Regions from separate parts of the Mus musculus genome. Here regions 1 and 3 are each linked to region 2. A link is a contact called in public HiChIP or PLAC-seq data. All regions are on one chromosome and are shown on one strand. Each heading gives the region's core, a stretch centred on a gene start, on an enhancer-like site or on the middle of the called end of the contact. The rest is flanking DNA. Distances are from core to core; before and after follow the strand shown.

Region 1 (4,155 bases), core at 492-2,991, 380 kb after region 2:
CAATTGCTTTTTATTACAAAGAAGGTTAATTACAGCTGGTGAATTCCTAAAGTACTAACTGCAGTCTGTGCTCTTGTATTTTCAGATTAAAGAAACTAATTGATCAAGAAACTGCGTCCCAGGAAAAGAAGGAGCAAGAAAAGGAGAAGAGGATCAAGACCCTGAAGGAGGAGCTGACCAAGCTGAAGTCCTTTGCTTTGATGGTGGTGGATGAACAACAACGGCTTACAGCTCAACTCGCCCTTCAAAGACAGAAAATCCAAGCTCTGACCACAAGTGCAAAGGAAACACAGGGTAAACTAGCCCTTGCTGAGGCCAGAGCTCAGGAAGAAGAGCAGAAGGCAACCAGACTAGAAAAAGAACTGCAGACACAGACCACAGAGTTTCACCAAAACCAAGACAAAATTATGGCGAAGCTCACCAATGAGGACAGTCAAAATCGCCAGCTCCGACAGAAGCTGGCAGCACTCAGTCGGCAAATTGATGAGTTAGAAGAGACCAACAGGTCTTTAAGAAAAGCCGAGGAAGAGCTGCAGGATATAAAAGACAAAATAAACAAGGGAGAATATGGAAACTCTGGCATCATGGATGAAGTGGATGAGCTCAGGAAGCGCGTGCTGGACATGGAAGGGAAAGATGAAGAGCTCATAAAAATGGAGGAGCAGTGCAGAGACCTCAATAAGAGGCTAGAGAAAGAGACAGTACAGAGTAAAGACTTCAAACTAGAGGTTGACAAACTTAGTGTAAGGATCACAGCTCTGGAAAAATTAGAAGATGCTTTAGACAAAAGCAAACAAGAATGCTACTCTCTGAAATGCAATTTAGAAAAAGAAAAGATGACCACAAAGCAATTGTCTGAAGAGCTGGAGAGTTTAAATGCCAGAATCAAAGAGCTAGAAGCCATTGAAAGTCGGCTAGAAAAGACAGAAATCACACTAAAGGATGATTTAACTAAACTGAAAACTTTAACTGTGATGCTTGTAGATGAACGCAAAACAATGAGTGAAAAATTAAAGCAAACAGAAGATAAGTTACAAAGCACCACCTCTCAGCTCCAAGCAGAGCAAAATAAAGTAACAACAGTGACTGAGAAGTTAATTGAGGAAACCAAGAGGGCACTCAAGTCCAAAACTGATGCAGAAGAGAAGATGTACAGTGTAACCAAGGAGAGAGATGACCTCAGAAATAAACTGAAAGCAGAAGAAGAGAAAGGACATGATCTCTTGTCAAAAGTTACTATATTGAAAAACAGGCTTCAGTCACTGGAAGCAATTGAGAAAGATTTTGTAAAAAACAAATTAAACCAAGACTCCAGTAAGTCCACAGCAGCATTACACCAAGAAAACAATAAGATTAAAGAGCTCTCTCAAGAAGTGGAAAATCTGAAACTGAAGCTAAAGGATATGAAAGCCATTGAGGATGACCTCATGAAAACAGAGGATGAGTACGAGACCTTAGAACGGAGGTATGCTAACGAGAGAGACAAGGCTCAGTTTCTGTCTCAGGAGCTGGAACATGCCAAGATGGAGCTTGCCAAGTACAAGTTGGCCGAGAAGACAGAGTCCAGCCACGAGCAGTGGCTCTTTAGGAGGCTCCAGGAAGAAGAAGCAAAATCAGGGCACCTGTCCAGAGAAGTGGATGCATTAAAAGAGAAAATTCATGAGTACATGGCCACAGAGGACCTAATATGTCACCTCCAAGGAGACCACTCCCTTCTGCAAAAGAAACTAAACCAACAAGAAAACAGGAACAGAGATTTGGGAAGAGAGATTGAAAACCTCACTAAAGAGTTAGAAAGGTATAGGCACTTTAGTAAGAGCCTCCGGCCTAGTCTCAACGAAAGAAGAATCTCTGACCCGCAAGTATTTTCTAAAGAAGTTCAAACGGAAGCAGCAGACAGTGAGCCACCAGACTACAAGAGCCTCATTCCTCTGGAAAGAGCAGTGATCAATGGTCAGTTCTATGAGGAGAATGAGGACCAGGATGACGACCCTAATGAGGAGGAGTCTGTGCTGTCCTTCAGATGCAGCCAGTCTTCTTCTCTTCCTATGAACAGGAAACTATGGATTCCCTGGATGAAATCCAAGGAGGGCCATCCTCAGAATGGAAAAATACAAACTAAGTCCAATGGCAACTTTGTACAACCTGGAGATCTTGTTCTAAGTCACACACCTGGGCAGCCACTTCACATAAAGGTTACTCCAGACCACATTCAAAATACAGCTACTCTTGAAATCACAAGTCCAACCACAGAGAGTCCTCACTCCTACACCAGCACAGCGGTGATACCAAACTGTGGCACCCCAAAGCAAAGGATTACCATTCTCCAAAATGCCTCTATAACACCAATTAAGTCCAAAAGCTCTACAGAAAGCCTTATGAACTTAGAGCAAAGCATGTCCCCAGTTACCATGGCAACCTTTGCCAGAGCACAGACCCCAGAGTCCTGTGGTTCTGTGACTCCAGAACGGACAATGTCACCTATTCAGGTTTTGGCTATGACTGGTTCACCTAGTTCTCCTGAGCAAGGCTGCTCCCCAGAGCCGATAGAAATCAGCGCCAAGCATGCAATTTTCAGAGTCTCCCCAGACCGGCAGTCATCATGGCAGTTTCAACGTTCAAACAGTAACAGCTCAAGTGTGATAACTACTGAGGATAATAAAATCCACATTCACTTAGGAAGTCCTTACATGCAAGCTGTGGCTGGCCCCATGAGACCTGCCAGCCCTTCAGCACCACTGCAGGATAACAGAACTCAAGGCTTAACTAATGGGGCACTAAACAAAACAACCAATAAAGTCACCAGCAGTATTACTATCACACCAACAGCCACACCTCTTCCTCGACAATCACAAATTACAGTAAGTAATATATATAACTGACCACCCTCACCCTCATCCAGTTCATACTGATATTCTTGCAAGGAACTCAGTCCCTTTTTAATCACCCCTCCAAATCCCTTAGAAGAATGACTAAACCTGTACTTTGGGAAGATTTGTGCATGGACTGAACAAGAGTATCTGGAACTAACTATGTGTTGCCTGCATAGTCACATCAAGTGTGCACTTACTGTATATCTTTTTATTTACATACCTGTATGGAAAATATTTAGTCTGCACTTGTATAAATACATCTTTATGTATTTCATTTTCCATAACTCACTTTAATTTGACTGCAACTTGTCTTGGTGAATTACTTAACATTATAAAACAGTAAATAGTTTGTTACTTTTGCCATTGCTTGCTGAATTTTCATTTGATCATTCTGTGTTATATATCTGCATGTACAATATCATTTTATTTCCTGTTTAAGATGTCCAATAATTTTTCCTATAGAATAAGCAGGAGCTATTTGTCATATATAGTTCTGGTCACGCATTATAGGAGGAAAAAGTGGTTCAGGTCCATGACTTCAAAATGAACCAAAATAACTATGGTAAACGTACTGCCATTCTTGAGATGTACCTCAGTATTTTTAGTGCTCAAAAGAGAACTATCAGAAGTCAGAAAATGTTTTCAGATGTCAGGATAAAATAATATTAAAATGTTTCTATTAATGAGCACACAAATACACTGATGGTAAAAATTAAAAGCTCTGGCAGGTGACAGGAAGCCAGAAAGCGAGTTTGGAACTTTAAGTTAGCTTGAATATCAAGGGCTGATAGGTTTCTCAAGCAGACTGAAACCCCCCTACAGCATATATTACATCTAAATCTGGAATCAGCCACTATGACATAAACTTCTGGACATTCTCCTTCAAAACAAAAGTGCAATTCTTGCTCTGTGTTATTTGGTTCCTAAAATTACTTAATGTGGGTGCTGCCCTGCCCTGCTTGTGAGTAAGGCTACAATCAGAAGCATACAATTTATATTTCTGAAAGAACTCGCAAGAAGCAAATAAAAGCTGCAGATAGTTAGGAGCACAAGTTAAAAGACTTTTTTAAAAATAAGCATGCCGCGTGGCAGCAGAGGTAATCGTGTGATTTCTTCTGTGGTTGCTATGCCATTCACAGGTTACATGAAAAAAAAAAAGCTCTGCCAAAGCTTCCTAGAGATTGACACCAAACTCCTTGTAGCCCTGAGCACACTCACTCCACACCTCAGGGCAGAGAGCACAGCTTTTAAAGGAACATATTAAATTACACATCGAGTCCCC
Region 2 (4,195 bases), core at 1,598-4,097:
GTATGGACTTTAGCACATGGAGTTAGTTGCACATGTATTGATCTTTCATGTTGTATGGGCTTGAGCCAAAGATGGAGGCAGCTTTATAGCTATTAAGACTGTTTTTATTTGTGTTACAGTCTCCATAGCAAGAGAGTCAAACCAAATTCAATGAAATTACATTTTAGACTTTAATCAAAGTAGATTTTTAAAGTTTCAAATTTTTTTATCCTTTCCTAAAAAGAATATAAAAATATCATAGTTGGTTATTTAAAACAAAATTACCATTTTGCAAACTCTTAAAAACTTAAAGTCAGATGTGTTACTTTCAAGGCTGAGTCTTCAGATCTCAAATCTGAGTCTAGCCTGGTCTACATAAAAGAACAAACAAACAAACAAAAACAACAAAAAACTAGGGCCAGAACCATGGCTCAGCAAGTAAAGGCATTTGCCACCACGCCTGATGACCTGGTTTTGGTTCCCAGGACCCACGTGGTGGAAGGAGAGAACCAAGCTGTCCTCTGTTCCACTGTGGGGTGTGTCCTGGAAGTATGTGCCCACTTCTGCACACATACTATATGCTAATTAAAATGTCATATTTTAATTAAAAAACAAAAATACATACTGGATCTAAATAATGGCAAGCCAGGGACTAATGGAGAAAGAAATGACATCAGATGAACATGAGGAGCAAAGTTCCAAACATGGGAAGCTGCACAGACTACTAACTGGGTGTTTCTATAAAGAGTCGTCAGTGGCACAGTGTCAGGCTGCATAAAATCACCAATCCAAGTGCTAAAGAGAGCCAGCTCAGGTCATGGGTAACAGATATGTATATGCATATATTGTGTATATGTATATGTTATGGGTAATGGATATATATATATATATATATATATATAGTATGTGTGTATACATATACATATAATCAAAACAAGTAAAAAAATGAAAATAAATCATATAGTTATTAAAAGTTCTAGAACATGAAGCAAAAACGAGTAATACAACAGAGTAATCTGAGAATACATCCTGAGCACAGAGAAATCCAGATGCTGGCTAGGATGTGGAGAAAGAGGAACACTTCTCCATTGTGGTGTGATTATATGCTGGTACAACCACTCTGGAAATCAGTTTGGCAGTTCCTCAGAAAATTGGACATAGTACTACATGAGGACCCACTAATACTATTCCTGGGCATATAGCCAGAAGATGCTCCAACATGTAATAAGGACACATGCTCCACTATGTTCATCGCAGCCTTATTTATAACAACCAGGAGCTGGAAAGAATCCAGATGTCCCTCAACAGAGGAATGGATACAGAAAATGTGACACATTTTTATACAATGGAGTACTACTCAGCAATTAAAAACAATGAATTTATAAAATTCTTAGGTGAGAACTAGAAAATATCATCTTGAGTGAGGTAACCCAATCTCAAAAGAACACACATGGAATGCACTCACTGATAAGTGGATATTAGCCCAGAAGCTCAGAATACCCAAGATACAATTCACAAACCACATGAAACTCAAGAAGAAGGAAGACCAAAGTGTGGATACTTTGATCCTTCTGAGAAGGAGGAACAAATTACCCATGGCAGGAGTTATAGAAACAAAGTGTGGAGCAGAGACTGAAAGAATGACCATCCAGAGACTGCCCCACCTGGGGATCCATTCATATACAATCACCAAACCCAGACACTATTGTAGATGCCAACAAGAGCCTGCTGACAGGAGCCTGATATAGCTGTCTCCTGAGAGGCTCCACCAGTACCTGACAAATACAGAAGTGGATGCTTGCAGCCAACCACTGGACTGAGCACAGGGTCCCCAGTGAAGGAGCTAGAGAAAGGACCCAAGGCGTTGAAGGGGTTTGCAGCCCCATAGGAGGATCATCAATATGAACTAACCAGTACCCACAGAGCTCCCTAGGACTAAACCACCAACCAAAGAAAACACATGGTAGGACTCGTGGCTCTAGCTGCATATGTAGCAGAGGATGGCCTAGTTGGTTATCGATGGGAGGAGAGGCCCTTGGTCTTGTGAAGGCTCTATGCCCCAGTGTAGGGGAATGCCAGGACCAGGAAGTAGGTGTGGGGGGGTTAGTGTGGGGGGGGCGGTGGAATAGGGGGTTTTCAGAGGGGAAACCAGAAAAGGGAATAATATTTGAAATGTAAATAAAGAAAGAATATAATAAAAAAAAGAAAACTCATCAACACAGTGATAAATGGCACAGTAATTTTCCTACCTCACTTCCTACATGAAAATAGATTCCATATGGTTTAAAACATAATTAAAATAGTATCATATGAGCATGTAAGAAAAATATTGAGAAAAAGATGTTAAGATATAAAATTGAGAAGCTTACAAAATATATGGATACATGGATATAAAAGTAAAAGAACACTAGCTGTGGATTTCTCCACGGTGTCAGCCACGAGCAAACAAGACGGACTAATCAACGTGAACATACCTGTAAGAAGTGTGCGAGGACCATGTTCATGTACATGTCTTCTTCCTCTCTGCCACTGCCCATAAAACAGAGGTGCTCCCCGCCTGCTATGGAGCCAGACTCAATGGACTGTTTCTGTGCTTCTAGCAAGGACTTTACTGACTGTGCAAACTCAGATGGATTCTGGAGCATCTAGATTATTTTAAAAAATTAGAAACTTGGCAAGCATGTATTTGTAAAACCGGAAACTACATCCATGCAAATTACCAACATTAAAAACCAAGCATTAAAGGGATGGAAAATGAAAAGGCATAAATAAGTAAAATTCCAGGGATATGTTTATGTATATATTGGAACAAAGGCTGAGACAAACACTCCTCAATCAGAAGGAAGAACTGTTTCACATGGACCACTGCCCAGCTACAGTAGTCCTGAGTCATGATGACACAGTTTAGTTCTGAACAGAGGAAATAACAAGGACAGATTCAAACAGTTCTGCTTTTCCGTTTCCTCTTACAAGGCAGTCCACGTATGTCTTAGAAGACATCAGAAACAGTAGAGACCATTTACTTACCATTTTCTTTAGGTATTGATAAAACAAAAATCAAAACCCATTCCTCACCTTCAATGAAGTAAGTATACCAAAAACTACAAAAACTCTAAGCTCTCATTACTAAAATCCCATACAGCAAAAAAATCCAGGAGAAAAACGGGCAGATCAGAGAGAAGAGCAATTTAATAGTTTTGAAGATTGTTATGTCTGAGTGGCTACATGAGGGATCAGAGCCTCTGGAACTGGAGTTAAAGGCTGCTATGAGCATCACGTGGGTGCTGAGAAACAAACTCAGGTTCTCTACAAGACCAGCGTGTGCGCCTAACCTCTCAGACAGCTCTCCACCCAAGGAAAAAGCAACTTCAAGAAGAGAGGAAAGGAGTTTTCTCCTTGCTTGCTTACCTCTATTTTCAGTCTATTCTAGAAAACAAACAAAAACCCATGACTGATAACGCCCAGGAATGCTGATGACACAGAGCATTACGGAGCCAGTACTGAGGTATAGGATCGTCAGGCTTTTTAAAGCCACATCCCCCAACCCAATTATTCTACTTTAAAGAGTCTCTTTACAGAGCTATTTGGAAAACGACACAAAATACGTGTAAAGTTTTCATCACCAGCTTCCTAACAAAACTGAGAGTAAACTAAGTATACATTCACCGAACAACAAACTATGATCGTTGCTGCACCATGGCCCTCTGTGAAACATTAAAGGGAACGTACTTAAAGGGAAAGGTCCCAAGAAACCACGAAGCAAAGGTAACGTGGCAAAGAAAGAGTATGTATTCAAGGTGAAGACTGAGCAAGCTGATGACAGCTGATTCAGCATATTCTCTGCAACGTTAACTGATGAAAAGGAAGGTACCCATGAATCATGAGAAAAAGCAGGGGCAGGCACAGCTCTCACTCAGAGGACACAGACAGGCTAGCAGGTCCTTTCTCACCCGATGTCCAAATTCTAAGTAGGACCTTCATTTTCTGTTAGTTTCCTCTCCATACCACCTAGCCTTCCGGCTCCAGGACCACTATCTCTAGACAAGATGAATGAGGAGGGAAGGCTGTGTATTCAGCTGGAGGGGAGGGGGTGGGGGAGGGGTGGGGGTGGAGGGCACCTCCCTATTCAGCTGTCCCCCACCTCTGAGGCTTTAACCTTAGAGAGGCTTACATGGCGCCAGTCTCCGTGCCTCAACAGCTCTAAGCGCCTCTTATG
Region 3 (3,914 bases), core at 1,114-3,613, 270 kb after region 2:
ACACACACACATATCGAAGAAAGCAATCTGAATGCAAACCCAAGCTTCTGGCATTCTTTTGTGTAAATAATGCTTTAGTGGGGCAGTCTTACAAGTGGGATGCCTAACTATGGATTAAGCCTTTTGGTTTGAAGGCCTAAAGGAGGAGACTTCATCACTGTGAACAATTACTCCAGGTTCGCAGGCCCCATTTCTACATCAGTAAAATTAGATATTTTTCAAGGTCCCTTTCGGCTTTGCAATTTTGTTATTAAAAATTCGGGCTAATTATAGCCATACAGTGGGTAGATAAACAAGCCAGACACAGAATCAATTTGTTTCCTCTCAATTGTGTAGGTCACTCAATGTTTAGGCTACTTTTAACCCCGTCTGAGTTTAGAAGAGTGTGCGGCAAATCGAAAGATATTCAAAGCCCACTCTAAACCAAATTCAGAGTTGGCCTTTACGTGGAACATCCACTGTCTTGACAGAATGTGACCACACAGACCAAGCTCTGCAGAAGGAAAAACTTCTTAGAAACCAGGTCTCCACCGCCAAGAGAAGGAGGTCAGCTCTAGCAAGCCTGCAGTGACGGGAACCTATCTAAGAGTGGCCAGTGCAAACAGTCAGACACCTATAACTGCAAGAGCCGCAGTGGGATCTCCATCGAGGGGTGTTTCCTAAATAACGTGGGACTTGCGGGGAATACAAGCCCAATGGAGATGAAAACCAAATTCCTAATGTTTCCTTCACAGCTGACTTGGTGTGAGGTCCCCTGCCTTTCTCTGTAAGCAGCTGGAAGGAGGGGGTTAACCTACTGCACCTGGGCCACCATTCACCAGGTGCCCAGCCTTTAATTGTTCAGATGAATGATTTATGAGGTTTGGCAGCAAAGACAGGGCAGACTGGTTTAAATTTAAAGGCTCCAACCTATAGGTATTCTGAAAATCTTGGCCACATTTTCAGCAAGCACTGTTCCTCCTGGGAGGGGACAGAGTAGAAAGGGAGAAGATGTGACTTGTTGGATGGGAAGACAGGACCCAACTAGATGGAACATGCCTTCATACCCTCTCCCTGGCCCATCCTGTACCGTGTCCTTGCTGAGCCTCTTTCTGACGGAACATGTCTTCATGCCCTCTCCCTGGCCCATCCTATACTGTGTCCTTGCTGAGCCTCTTTCTGATGGAACATGTCTTCATACCCTCTCCCTGGGCCATCCTATACTGTGTCCTTGCTGAGTCGCTCTCTACCGAAAGCAGTGAGACGTGCATAGTATTACAGACAAAATCCCAGCATCCTCATTCCCACACACAGACCTTACTGGGTTTGTTCTGATTCTTGAGAGTAAGATTCTGTTGGTCAGGTCAACACAAGTTGGTCAATTTTTTGCCTCAAAGTCCCGCATAGCAAGGATTTTAGATTTTGCTGCTATATGGTTTCTGTCGCGATGCCTCTCCCCTGTCATTGTAGGATGTGGACAGCTCTAGATGATACATAGATGAACAGTTACAGCTTTGTTCCATTAAGACTTATTTAGAAAAACCAGGTGGAATGAGAGGCTATCCTAGCTATCACCAAATTTATCTATCACCCTTAACATAGATTAATTGTAAGCCTCCATTAAGAGAACTGACATCTATAATAAGTAGCATTATTAATATTAGACTCAATCAGACCTCATTTTGGGTAAAAGAGAAAGAATATGAAATATGGAATGATTTAATGAAAAGCAAGTGCTCTGAAACAGGTAACACCCAGAAGACAGGTTGTCTAGGAAAATATGGCTCCGGCCAAATCCCTGCCCTACCCCGACCCATGTCTTGCTACAGGGCAAACTACAGGCATTGTCACCATGTTTATAGAGGACACAGTTACTTTATACTACACTTGAAATAGCTCAGTTCTTTTAAAAATCAACCTACATATTAATTCTGTAGACTATATAAAATACTTCAAATAACAAGCACCAAAGAACTTTCACTTTTAACAACACTGAAGTTGTTTTTAATAAGCATATATTGTTTTGTGGATTTAATTTTTCTTTCATAAAGAAGTAGCAAGAGTAGGTAGTCTTTGATGTGGTGATTATTCAGTACTGCTTAGCTTAGGCATGACTTTTCCTCCAGATGTCTAGCTGCTGCTTCCAGCTCCTTCTGCCCCTGCCTCAGCATAGCCATCACATACTCCTGGATCTGCAGCTGTCAGGGACTCCATAGCAGTGCCAATATCAGAGCCTCAGGTCCAGTGAGAGATAGATAGTAAACAAGAACACAAAGACACATGTTGTTTTCTGAGTGTGGGCAGTGCTCTGCTGTGGCTCTGGCCAACTGTCTTCCTTCTAAAAGCAAGAGGCTGGAAAACCCCGGGGAAGTTGAAGGGCAGAGGCGTGAAGGATGAAGAGGGGACATGAAGCAATTCAGGGCGGAGTGCAGTGAATACTGTCTTGACTCTAGGACAGTGTCTTCACTCCTGACCATACATTAGAATTACTGGGAACACTTTCAAACAATAGGCATGCTTGGACCCCTTGCTGGCCAGAGGCTCCCCACTCCCATGCCTCTTTCAGGACTGAGAGCCACTAGGGTTGAGAGACTGACCGGCATCTTTATATCCACATGTATAGAGGACCTCAGAGAGTAGAGGGAACTAGACTATGTGTGAAACTCAGCTGTAAATTTTGAGGGTGGTGTGCATGCTTTGTTTTAATCTAGAAGATTAACTGGATTCACTGTGTGGGGATGGGATGAAGCCCTGAGGGTTCTCTCCTTACCGTTGAGCAAGAGACCACAGAAACAGCAGATCTTTTAATTAGGACCTTTTGCTTGAGCCTCTGGCAAACTGCTGTAAAGCAAATGAACCATCAAGTGGCAGGCTTCTTTTATGTGTTTAGCAAAGGGCTGATTGAGTAGGCTAGGCCCTGAGCTTTTCCTTGAAGTCCAGCAGATTCACTCTGTGAACCACAAGAAGCAATTCCCAGGGCAGGGAATGTGGCCTATACATACTAAAGATATATGCGTCCATGGTTCCATCTCCATGCTCACGCAAATCTAAATAAAATAAGAGAAGAAACTTCCATATAGTTCTGGGCAGTTGTTAGAATTTTCTTCCACCTATCCTACAGATACTACTGCACCTCTGTACCTCTCACTGTGGTTCAGGTAATATACGTGACTCCCACTGAGGTGCGGAGAGAATGCTAGTAAATATCCTAAGACAAAGTAATATACGCTGTCTGCGAGACAGGGCCCCCTTCCTTCCTGTCTCCTACTTTGTACTTAGCATTCTCTTCTAGTGTGGAAATTATTCCTTTCCTTCCTTCCTTCTCAACCCCCAACCCTACTCAGTCCCTGTCCCTCTGTCCCACCTTCCCTCACTTTGTTGCTTTCTTGTTTCTTTTAGGCATTGAGGACTGACACTAGGGTATCATCAGGCTAAGTAGATAAGTTCTATTCAGCCCCTCTTTTAAATTCACTTTTTTAATACTTATTTATTTATTTATACCTTGAGATGGGGTGTTGGTTCAGGCTAGCTTGAAAGTTGGGATCTTCTTGCCTCACTCTCTTGAGTACTAGAATTCCTGTTTTTTTTTGGTATAATTTCTTAAGTATGTTTTCTCAAACAGAAATGCTTTAAAAAGGATTACCTTTGCAAAGGTACTCTTCCGTGCAAGCACAATTGATGACATAGATGTTCAATAATTACATCCTGAGTCGTATACCCTGAGTACACAGCAGAAGTGCCCATGAAAGCCAAGGATGGCTTCAGAGATATCAATGCCGAGTCTTAAAGGATAGGCCAGAAATTCTCCTGGCAGGAGGTTTTCTCTGGGTGTTCACTTGAACTTTCTTTCAAAGGCTTTGGAGAGCTACAGGAAATCTCAACGCTGGGGCAAGCATAACATGATTGGGTCTTGTGAGAATCGCTTCTTTAGAAGC

The links. HiChIP or PLAC-seq counts read pairs in DNA pulled down with a chosen protein or histone mark.
Region 1: an H3K27ac HiChIP or PLAC-seq map of bone marrow-derived dendritic cells shows a contact between it and region 2, with 9 times the contacts expected there. The contact joins two enhancer-like sites. A contact is called at or near these places in 5 of 484 Hi-C or Micro-C datasets (the C2C12 cell line, bone marrow-derived macrophages, embryonic stem cells and 1 more), 2 of 115 datasets of contacts at active chromatin or transcription factors (bone marrow-derived dendritic cells and large pre-B cells) and 2 of 9 other capture datasets (embryonic stem cells and liver).
Region 3: a contact with region 2 is called in an H3K27ac HiChIP or PLAC-seq map of bone marrow-derived dendritic cells, with 4 times the contacts expected there. The contact joins two enhancer-like sites.

What each region holds. Positions count from the first base shown.
Region 1 is chr16:57,569,565-57,573,719 of GRCm38.p6, forward strand. The region is part of intron 1 of Cmss1 (cms small ribosomal subunit 1); the gene reads right to left. Filip1l (filamin A interacting protein 1-like) reads left to right here. Exons shown (of 5, transcript NM_001040397.4): 5 at 86-3,240. The coding sequence ends at 2,882. Among named protein-coding and RNA genes, the nearest start is that of Cmss1, 35 kb to the right of the region's middle. Within about 2 kb of position 1,742, at least 18 of the 459 cell types and tissues checked have an H3K27ac peak or open chromatin away from gene starts, as enhancers often do. A contact at or near this core is called in bone marrow-derived dendritic cells, where this site is marked.
Region 2 is chr16:57,186,809-57,191,003 of GRCm38.p6, forward strand. Tbc1d23 (TBC1 domain family, member 23) reads right to left here. Exons shown (of 19, transcript NM_001358433.1): 11 at 2,454-2,624. Among named protein-coding and RNA genes, the nearest start is that of Gm16892, 22 kb to the left of the region's middle. Within about 2 kb of position 2,848, at least 93 of the 459 cell types and tissues checked have an H3K27ac peak or open chromatin away from gene starts, as enhancers often do. A contact at or near this core is called in bone marrow-derived dendritic cells, where this site is marked.
Region 3 is chr16:57,453,463-57,457,376 of GRCm38.p6, forward strand. The region is part of intron 1 of Cmss1 (cms small ribosomal subunit 1); the gene reads right to left. All of the region lies in intron 1 of Filip1l (filamin A interacting protein 1-like), which reads left to right. Among named protein-coding and RNA genes, the nearest start is that of Filip1l, 100 kb to the left of the region's middle. Within about 2 kb of position 2,364, at least 40 of the 459 cell types and tissues checked have an H3K27ac peak or open chromatin away from gene starts, as enhancers often do. A contact at or near this core is called in bone marrow-derived dendritic cells, where this site is marked.